Regions from separate parts of the Mus musculus genome. Here all the other regions are linked to region 2. A link is a contact called in public Hi-C and targeted proximity ligation data. All regions are on one chromosome and are shown on one strand. The core of a region is the stretch at or near the end of the contact, and the rest is flanking DNA. Distances in the headings are between cores, read along the strand shown. Region 1 holds the start of Ovol1 (ovo like zinc finger 1). Region 2 holds the start of Neat1 (nuclear paraspeckle assembly transcript 1 (non-protein coding)). Region 3 has its middle 22 kb from the start of Snx32.

What was found. Hi-C and Micro-C count contacts between places; a contact is called where the count stands out from the background.
Region 1: a Hi-C map of nephron progenitors shows a contact between it and region 2, with 2.9 times the contacts expected there. A contact is called at or near these places in 1 of 39 promoter capture datasets (the SN4741 cell line), 1 of 484 Hi-C or Micro-C datasets (nephron progenitors), 5 of 130 datasets of targeted methods (bone marrow-derived dendritic cells, effector CD8 T cells, embryonic stem cells and 2 more) and 1 of 9 other capture datasets (adipose tissue).
Region 3: a targeted proximity ligation map of effector CD8 T cells shows a contact between it and region 2, with 10 read pairs. A contact is called at or near these places in 1 of 39 promoter capture datasets (pre-B cells), 5 of 484 Hi-C or Micro-C datasets (CD8 T cells, Th1 cells, cerebellum and 2 more), 4 of 130 datasets of targeted methods (effector CD8 T cells, large pre-B cells and microglia) and 1 of 9 other capture datasets (embryonic stem cells).

Annotation. Positions count from the first base shown.
Region 1 is chr19:5,559,012-5,562,620 of GRCm38.p6, forward strand. It overlaps Ovol1 (ovo like zinc finger 1), which reads right to left and starts at 1,564. Exons shown (of 4, transcript NM_019935.3): 1 at 1,190-1,564. The coding sequence starts at 1,289. It also overlaps a transcript of Ap5b1 not described here.
Region 2 is chr19:5,844,149-5,847,590 of GRCm38.p6, forward strand. Neat1 (nuclear paraspeckle assembly transcript 1 (non-protein coding)) reads right to left here and starts at 1,330. Exons shown (of 1, transcript NR_131212.1): 1 at 1-1,330.
Region 3 is chr19:5,530,717-5,533,955 of GRCm38.p6, forward strand. It overlaps the pseudogene Gm31166. Among named protein-coding and RNA genes, the nearest start is that of Snx32, 22 kb to the left of the region's middle.

The sequences.
Region 1 (3,609 bases), core at 314-2,813, 280 kb before region 2:
GAGGTGGCGCACCGGCCAGAACATACAGCCAGGCAGAAATCACAAAATCCCAAGCCCACACCTCAGGGCTTTTACCTCCTGCTCCTCCACATTGGAGATTCTAGGGCCTTCTGGCCCATTCCCTCCTTTAAGCAGCCTTCAGAGTAGCCATACAGCTCCTTAGTAAGGTTCACTTATAAAACATCCTACCAGCCATCGGATCCTGGACGGTCTGACACAAAACACCATTACGCCCAAGACAGCTTTCCAAGAGGGAAATTGAGGCAAGAACCCGCACAGGGCCCCTCACTCACCACCCTCATTTCCCCTGCTTTCTTAAAAGCCTGGGTGGAGCCAGGGAACCTGCAGATCAAGGGTCAAAGTCGGTTGGTTAATTACCGCCTCCCCCTCCCCCCTTGGAGGCGCAGGGCAGTAGGCTCCTGCCCCACCCCCCAAGATAGGGGAGGGGAGTTTTGTATTGGGAGAGAGGGGGCAGAAGTTTTCTAGGGTCTCAGAGGAAGATGCAGCTGGAAGAAGAGACAATTCTAGCAACTCAATTCTAAGTTGACGTGCAGGCTGTCAAGGCGTCCTCCCTAAATAAACTAGGTACACTGGCTTCCTGGAGTACCTTACGGCTCTAAGAACCATCTTTTGCTTAGTGTCCTCCACGAGCTGAACCGAGGTGGGACTGTCTCAAAGGCAAGCAAGGTACATTGGGTTTATTTCCCAGCAGCTCCTGGACCGTCAGGCAGGAGTCCAGGGAAATTCGGTGGTCCTGAATCTGGACCCTCATTTCAATACCACCAAAGTTATGGGGCCAAGTTTTCTCTTACAATGTAGCCCAAGTTTCAGCGGAAACTCCAGCTCTGCTCCTTTCCATTCCCTGGCCCTCCCCTCCAAAGTGGCATCGCTCCAGTGCTCCTCTCCTGCCTCATGAAAGCCCGGGTTTTCTGGATTTACGACACGAGAGCCGGAGGTCGCCTGAGCGGTGACACACCCCACTGCGTCCCCTGTAGCGCGGCGCGGGCAGGAGATCCCGGGCCTGAGAGCGGCAAAGCCTCGGTTTGGAGTCCCCTTCCCCCACCCACGCTCCTTCAGCGCCGGGGGTCGAATCGCGACGAGAATCTGCGTCCCCACGCTCGACTGACCGGCGCCGACCGCTGGTCCGTGCGCCCCGCCCTCCCGGCGCCGGGAGCCCGAGGCGCCTCACCTGGCACGTAGATCTCGCCGCGCTCTTCGTCCGGGAGCTCGCTCCAGTTCCTCTTGCACGTGGAGACGCATGGCTTCTTCACCAGGAACGCGCGAGGCATCTTCAGTTCCTCCTGGCCCGGCGCGGTTCGCTCTGGTAAGTCGAGTTCGTGTGGTCGTCCCACCTTTTCTTCCACCGGATCGGGGTTGAGGCGCGGGAATAGGGACAGTTCAAGGAAAGAGTCGCCGAGGCGTGTCCACGTTCTTAGGACAGAGTGTACCAGGGACCACGCGTGGCGTTTCCAACTACGCCGAAGGTCGCCGGTGTCCACAGAGAGGGTGCAGCCAGGTGCACCGGGATCGCAGAAGCGCTAAGCCAGCGTCCTTTAGCTCGACTGGCGTCCCCGCGGCTGCTCGCGAAGTCTTCAAGTGCGAGCTGGACGGACGGGTTCACGCTTTATTGGCTCGCGGCGGTGTGTGTTGGTGGCTCGGGCGGGGGTGGGGTAGGGGTGTTGATCTGATCTAATTAGCTTGGAGTGGCCGAGAGAGCGATGGCGCATGCGTTGGGAAATAACGGTGACAACCCACCTATTTGTTACCTGTCGAACCGGTTTCCATTCCGCTGCGGGTGAGGTGGCCTCGCGGCCCGGGCGGGGTGGCACGACGGGGGCAGGGTTAGGGGGCGTGCTCCGGTCCCCACACCCAGAAGCACCCGGCCCGCCCCGGACCTCCCCTGCCCAGCGTGCTCACGTTTGCAAACTAGAGTTTCGGAGGGAGCGGGCACGGAAAGGGAGGGGAGGGCAACGTTATTTGCACCGGCGCTCGCACGCTCTGTGGGCGATGACATAAAACTGGCCCAACAGGTCCGGGCCCAGCCTGGCGCGCCCGGGGCGCCGGGAGAGGCACAAAGCCGCGGAGCGGGAACCGGCGGTCCGGGCCCGAACCCAGCGGCCAGGGATCCCCAAGGCCAGGGTGAGCAATTCTTGGTTCAGCGGAGAGGTATTTGCTGGGCACCGGGTTCCTGCGGAAAGGCACGCGAGACGAGAGGTGCGCGTGGACCGGGAGGCTCGGATGCGCCTGTGAATCCAAAGCTGGAGCCTGCCTTCTGGTTTCGAGGGCGATTAAACTGCCCTGAGTCCAACCTAACCCAGGCCAGCACCTTGGCATATGGGCGGGTGTATTCGCCCAAACTCTCCTGGTCATAAACAGCCGGATTTCAGATTCTGAAAACCTGGAAGAGGCTCTGGGATAATGACTCCAGCTGAGTGAGATCTGACACAGTCCTCTTGCCTGTTGCAACCAGTGTCCTCCCTGGGTGGGAGATCAGCAAGCAGCTCCCCCTCCACCCTGCTGTACTCTTCAGCAGGCCTAGTTGGAGCTATGCCCCACCCCCATTGAACTGAGAGTGTTCCGTGGCCTTCGTGTGAGCCACACTATGACACTTTGGCCGTGCTGGGTTGCTTTTACTGGCTGACCTATTAAAGGCAGGGATGGAACCTGCAGTTAAAGGCTGCTAACATTTTTAGACTCCAGACTTCAGTACACCTGTCTCACATAGTGTTAAATGTTTGCCGGAACAGACTGTGAGGAAATTAGTCTGATAAATTAATTCACACAGTTCAAAAGTCAGGAGTCACAGGTGGATACGGTTCATGCTTGTGATCCCAGCTTGTGGGAAGCTGAGGTAGGGAAACTGAGTTAGAAACCAATCTATGTTTCATAGTGAAATCCTGTCTCAAGCAAAACAAAAGAACTAAAAGAAAGGCTGTCCATGTGAGTCACAAGGTACTTGCCAGTAAGTGGGGAGACCTGTGTCCAGCTCCCAGGACCCACAGAGTGGAGGGAGAAAGCTGATCCCTCAGGTGCTCTCTGACCCATGGCACAGTATGGAACTGGTGCGTGCTGGCACACACACACACACACACACACACACGCACAGTAGTTGAGAGGGAAGTCCTTAATATGGTCTCTGAGGCAGTCACTTGCAGAGGACATTTCAAACGTGGGAGGACTTGTAGAGACCCCATATATTTCCCCATATTTTTGTGAACTCCCTGGGGTGGATGAGGAGAAAGTACAGCTTGGGGCAGCCCTGCAGAGACACTAGCCCCCTCCTCACTGAGCAGGAAGTAGACTGAGTTTGATCAAGGGCCTTAAGTCTGTTCCTGGAGGATCCTATCACCCCCCCACCCACCTCCCGGGTTTCCTGGGAAGGTGACAGGACTCTTCTGAGCCATTAAGATTTGCCACTTCCCCTTGCTGTCCCCAGAGAGCCGTCTGTCATAGCCCACACTTCTGTACCCCCTTTCACTCTGATTTGGACCTTGCTCGGTAACTAACATTAGTTGAGCACCTACTGTATGCTTATCTTTAGCAATAAATCCGGGGACATCAGCACTGATTGGGACGCAGCTGAACTTGGCTTTTTTTTTTTTTTTTTTT
Region 2 (3,442 bases), core at 80-2,579:
CCAGAACAAGACATTCATCTGGAACATTCACAGCCGACGGCCCCTCCGGCTGGAAGCACCTGCCCACCCCCTACAAGCTGACTTCAACGATGGCCTCCTGAGCACAGGGCTTCCTGAGAAAGGCCTGGACCCAGGGCAGGGACGCGCTTCCTAAGCCTCTGGAATTCACTGTGTAGGCGTCAACCGAGGCCGCTGTCTCCTCCAGGGTGAGCCCTCCTGCACTGCTACGACTCACACTGGCAGGGGCTCCATATCTCCTGGTGCCATCTGCTTGCCATGGTGAACACTATAGTGATAAACCACGTCCATGAAGCATTTGGGTGACCGGAAACATGGCTGTGAGCCCACCCCAGGGTCCACACTCACGTCCCGCCCTCTGTGAATCAACACCATCCCTCCCCGCCCAGTCAGGGTGTCCTCCACCTTTACCAAAATGCCGTGCCCAAGACTCCAGCACCGACTCTACATCCTCCACAGGCTTACCGGACGACCCAGGGGCAAGGTTTTAAGTGACCCCTTAACCTCAGAGTGAGGGGCAAGAGTAGGGAAGAGTGAGACCACAGAAGAGGAAGCACGGAACCTAGGCAAAGTCCAGAGAGGGCACTGCTATCTGAAAAATAAAGTTGTGATTAATGTGGCCCCAAGACTTGCGCCTTCAATCTCCATGGTCCCCGCCTGGCAGACCTGACAGTAAAAACAACTTGTCTCTGCAGCCTCCTCCGGCCTCCCCTCGCACCCCGAAGTGGGTGCAGACAGGCCACACCCAAATTACATACCACCCTGGGCCAGAGCTGTCCGCCCAGCGAAGCTAAGTCCACCTTCCATAAGACCAGGCCTCATCCCCAGGTGGGTTCACAACCCCTTATCTGGAAAAAAAGGGGTCTGCTGGTTTTGTCAAGATCAAAGGCGACCTCCACTACGCACCTAGTCCTGCCCCACTGCCTGTCCTCTATGATTTCCGGGGCCTTCAAGGGCCCCCAGTCCACCCGTCTCCATCAACTGCTGCTCTGCCACTCAAGTTAGGACACTGCCCCCATGTAGGCCTGTGAAACTTGTGCCCTCCTGGACGTCAAGTGCCAGCAGACAGCAGGGATAGCCTGGTCTTGAAAGCTGCTGGTTCTTTGTGGATTGTTAAAGGCGCTTTGGAAGCTGCCTTCCACACGTCCACTGTCCCAAAATCTAGTCTCCTTTATACTTAGCCCCGCTTCTCCTCGCACCCCCATCCTAGTGGCTGCCTCTAATTCTGCCACCTCTCTCATCTGAGCCCTGAACTGGCCACTGCCTCCCCACCACTAGCCCCAAGAGCGAGCCCTCCTTGTCACTAACTCCTACAGGTGGAGGTTACAACTTTTGCTTTTATACTCTTGTGTCGCGTCACCCAAACACTGCTAAACGGAACGATTCCTCCACGGGCACTTAAAAAAAAGTTCCTCCCCGACCTAGCCACAGAGCCAAAGGAGCCCACGAGGGGCGGGTCATGGCCTCCGTCAACCGCCACTCCCTCAGATTGCTCAATGATCCTTTTCTGCTCCTAGCGGTGCGTCACAGGATGAAGGGCATATCCAAAGATGATATTTGGGCGGTGAACACCACCGGGGATAAGTAAGTCCCCTTTGCTGCTGAAGGGTAGGGTCAGCTGTTGGGGAAGAGGGTCACACCGAATGTCAGCGCTGAAGGAAAAGTACACGGGTCGCCTCAGGTCACCACGCCCCGACGAGGTCCGAAAGTAGGGCCGGCAGAAAGCCTGGAAAATTCCACTCGGTGGCGGAGGGATCTCTGCGGTGGCGCGTCAGGCGGTAGGGGTGGGGGGGTTGGGGCGGGACCGGGCGCGTGACTTCTCGGGCGTTGCCGCCGCCTGCTCGCAGGGTGACGTCAGTGCGGGCAGCAGCAGGGTGGGGGTGGGGAAGAACTATCCCAGCAGCTTGGGTGGAATGCTTAATTGCGTCTAAGGTTAATTAAATTGCGGGAAAGGTGGTTGCAAGCTATGATAAAGCAAGACTTTTGTATGGTACACATGCATATAGAATGAATGTGTGTATGTAATGTTTATGGTTGAAGAGCGCCCAGTACAGTTAAGTGATTTTAGAAAACATTTTTGCTTTTGGGTGTGGTATAGTGAGAAAAAATATTTTTAAGCTGCATTTCTCTGCGACAGTGTATGGTGGAGTTCAAGGCGTGGGTTTAATGACCACTGGGGGAGCCAGGCTGGCTGTCTACTTGGGGTGGGGTCCAGCACAGGTCCAAAAGCAAACGTTGTCCACAAACAAGGGCTTAGTGAGGGTTTTGAAAAGGGGAATTGTCACCGCCCATGTCAGTGAGGAGCTCGGACAGTCTGACAACCCCCCACCCCCACCCCACCCCGCCATGAAGCATCTACTCAGCTCTTCTGCCACCTGCCTCCACATCCCCCCCCCCCCATACTCCCCAAAATAAAAAAGCTGGTTCAAGCACGCAGAATGAAAAAGGCAGCTGGCAGAATTAACTGCCCGGAAGTCTCCTCCCAGGCTCGACACCCACTCTACAAACAAAACCACCCAGTGACAACAGGCTCCCTTAGCAACCCGGAGGAGGGAAGGAGGGGGTTGTTTTCCGGCCTCTAGCATATGGAATCTGCAAGCAAGGCCCGGCCTAGACTGCACCCTCCCGTTCCCGGAAAACTGGTGACTCTCTCTCTCATGTGACCAGCACAGAGGGTGATTATGTGGCAAGTGCTGGCTTGCTCACCGGTTCTTATGCCACGTAGATTCCTGCGCCTCACCCTTCTCCAAGGGCTAACCTAATCAGCCTTTTATTTATCTTTCTTTCTTTTTAATTCCAGAAAGGGTCTCATTTTGTCTCATACTGGCCTGTACTTCTTGGCTCATCCTCCTGCCTCAACCTTTTTAGTGCTGGGATTACATTACCACTATGTCCGCCTGGCATCAGTTCCAAGTGTCGGTGGTGGGTGGCGGTGACTGCCTGCAAGAACAGGGAGTTGCTTGTTAAAATGTTCTAGAATGCCAGGAGGCGGCTATGAAAGCAGGAGGGAGGGAGGGGCTCCCTGTGGCGGGCCTAGCCTGTGGAGTCAGTCTTTTCTGACTTTGAGGTGCTTAGGCAATTGTTCAACCACCTTCAATTTCCCTTCATATTATTCTTCAGTCCCAGGAACAGCTTTTGAGACTTTTTTTTTTTTGAATTAGTAGGAACAGGGTTAATTGGTAACACACCAAGCCTAGGGCTGTGTAAAGCTAGGTCGCCTGGTCACGCACAGATGAAGCATTTGTGTGCTCACAAGTCTGCAGCAGCCCAGGGACTGTCTCCAGTTCTCAAGGGCAAGATGGCAGTGTCAGAGGCTCCTGGCCTTCAAGGACAGTTTTCTTTGGAAACAATGTATTTGAGGGGAGAGGTGAGGAGGCCTTAGGGCCGAGGCTGTGCCCACCCTTCGCTGGTGGACATACCCAGA
Region 3 (3,239 bases), core at 740-3,239, 310 kb before region 2:
TGTGTTTATGAAACCTTAAAGGATTTTTGATGTATCAGGGTAGAAATCCGTCTTCCTTTTTGTTGTTGAGGTAGCAAGCTTTTTATTTGGCAATAAAAGACAAATCAAAGGTGAGAATGAGAGGAGAGGGAGCTGTGTGTGGTGGGGACCGTCTGGAGAGAGTCCTGCTGAGGCAAGCGGGCTTGGGAGAACACTGTTACAGAAATCAACTTTACTGTCGCCCATGCTGGGCTTGCTCGTGTCCAGGGCTCTCGTGGCAGCACTGGGTGAGAGGGAGAGGATAAAGGAAGCCTTAGCACATGTTACCAATGGCAAGTCTTGAGCCAAAATCAAGGCTCTCCTAATCTAGTTGGAGCTGGGCCTTTTGGGGTTAAGAGTAAATCGTATGTGTATAGTCTCAGCTCCAGAGAGGTGGAGACAATTAGATTAGGAGTTCAAGGCCATCCTTGGCTATATAGGGAGTTTGAGATCAGCCTGGGTTACATGCGATTCTATTTTGAAAAAATAACCAAGCAGTCCCTCCCCAAAATAAGGGCAGATGCCAGAAGCCAGTGTGGACTGTGGATCCCAACACGCTGAGAGACAGCACCTGTAGTGGTTTTACGTGTATTCGATGTCTACAAACAGAACAATCCACCCATTAATCCATCTGTCCTAAGATGGAACAAGTCAGAGCCTGGTGCTCTCCTCTGACTGGGAAAGAATGGGAGAAGGCTATGTGTGAGTGTCACACATTCAAAAAACTTATGCTATGAGGATGAGTCGGAAGGAAGGCAGTAGGTGCACTAGTCTGGATTTCAATCGTTTCTTTTCTGTCCTTTAGTTCCTAAGACTTCCAGACCAGACCTGCTCGACAGGCGTTCTCCTGACAGCCTTCCACACTGGCACCTGGGCTCTTACATCACAGAGCACCCGTTCCTGAGGCCTTCCTCTGAATCAAAGGTAGGGGTTGAGTTGGCACTCTCTCCTGGAGGGGCTGTTGTTGGGAGGAGGGGACACAGGTTCTAGTTGCCTGGCTCATGGAGTCATGCCATCTTGCAGAAGAGACCAATGTGATTCAACTGGACCAGGGGTGGGGTGAGGAACTTTTGTGTCAAGAATTCTTAGCATGTTCTGATGGCTTTCCAAAATCCAGTACACATGAGATTAGAACTTCTCTTTTTTTTTTAGATTTATTTATTTATTATACATAAGTACACTGTAGCTGTCTTCAGACACACCAGAAGAGGACGTCAGATCTCATTACAGATGGTTGTGAGCCACCATGTGGTTGCTGGGATTTGAACTCATGACCTTCGGAAAAGCAGTCAGTGCTCTTACCCGCTGAGCCATCTCACCAGCCCTAGAACTTCTCTTTATCAAATAATTAATTGTGTGTGTGTGTGTGTGTGTGTGTGTGTGTGTGTGTGTGTGTGTGTGTGTGTTGGGCAGAGGAAAACATGCAGGAATCCATGTCTCTCCTTGAACCATTATTGGGGCAGATGCCACAAGTCTTGGACTATCAGGGTGGGTTTAGACAGGGTAAAGAATCCACTTGGGGTTTGAGAAATTGGACTGTTGGACGATTGAGACATTCCCTGTCAGTGCTCAAATCCTGGAGAGGAAGGAATGGAGCCAAAGTCTCAAATCAGTACCTGTAGCTGACCTAATTATAATGTTGCCTGACTGTTTAATTAGTAGATAGCTGTATGGTGTGGGACAGCAAGGTCACCCAGAGCTCTGAACAGTAGCAACACTGTCCCAGGGCTCTGGAAAAGGTGAACGAAGTGTTCAGCCGGAGGATCGCTCTGTCTCAGCTTCCAGGTTAGCGTGGATCAGAAGTTGGGGGAGGCAGAGAAGCAGACCCAGATTTTAGGTCTGGGGGGAAATGCAAGGATCAGGAAATCCAACGGTGGCCAGGGAAGCCACAGACGAGTTGCCTCACCCACTGCAGCCTCAAGAGCAGCCCCAGAGTCTGTGACAAACTCAGGTCACGTGTGGAGCAGTTGCTATGGGGTGTTTCCTGCCTTAGACTTACCCTGTCAGCAGGATGCTACACACCTCGATGCAGCTCTTACCACTTAGAAATAGTGCCAACAGGAAACACTGGGAATGAACATCAAGGTGGCTTATACTAGAGCTCCCTGTCAGGATCGGAGAGCCTGGGGGAGCCGATGAGCCTACTAGACACGCTCTTCTCAAGTGAGAGGGTAGTGGGTGGGCATGTGAGAGCCTCTTGGGCAGGTGAAGGAGGGGGAAGGGAGGGCTAAGGCACCAGCAGACAACTCCTTGTCCAGTGTCATTTTCTCCTTCACAAACATCGGAGGTTCGATTGTCTGGGCCAGTCAGCTAACTGGGCAGCAGAGTAAGCTGAGGCTGGAGGCAGTGGTCAGGGCTGAGCGCGGCACACGGTAGGCACTTTGATGCTGAGATGCTTGAACCCCAGACCTCACTATAAGATGTGAAGAGTCACTCCAAGTTTATAAGCTTGTTAAACAACTCGTATTTTTGACTGGCTACATGTTTGGCTTAGCAAAAATACACAGAGTGCTTCAAGCCACACCTAACCCTTCTCAGAGCTCTTGGCCAGCAGTTTCTTCTAATTACTCCAGTGAGCGTCTCTGTTATTTACAGTTCATAGAAGACAGGGCGGAGTGACTTCTAGCTTGGTATCTTTTGGGCCACAGGATGGAGGAGTGGTTCAAGTTCAGCTTGACATCAGTCTGAACCATAGAGACTGCTGGAGTTGAAGGTTGAACTCTACGCTACACACACACACACACACATTCACACATACACATTTGCACATACACATTCACATACACACAACTCACACACACACATTCACACATACACTCACACATTCACACATACTCACACATTCACACATACTCACACATTCACACAGACACACACACACACACACACACACACACACACGCCCACGCACACATACAATTCCATGTTGTCTTTGGCTGTGGCACCAAGAACAGGACTTTATTTGTACTCCGTCCTTGCCTTACAGTAACAGGTGGCTGGCTCACCCATTCCTTCTGGTTTTCTAAACCAATTAACTGTGTGTGAGGATGTGGGTGTGTAGCTGTGGGCAAGTGTGCTACAGCACAGATGTGGAGGCCAGAGGACTATTGCCAGGGGCAGTGAGTCCCAAGGACAGAACTCCAGTGATCAGGCAGCAAAGGCCTTTCCCCGGGAGCCTTCTACTTATTTATTTGTATTATTTAATAAGTACACCATAATTA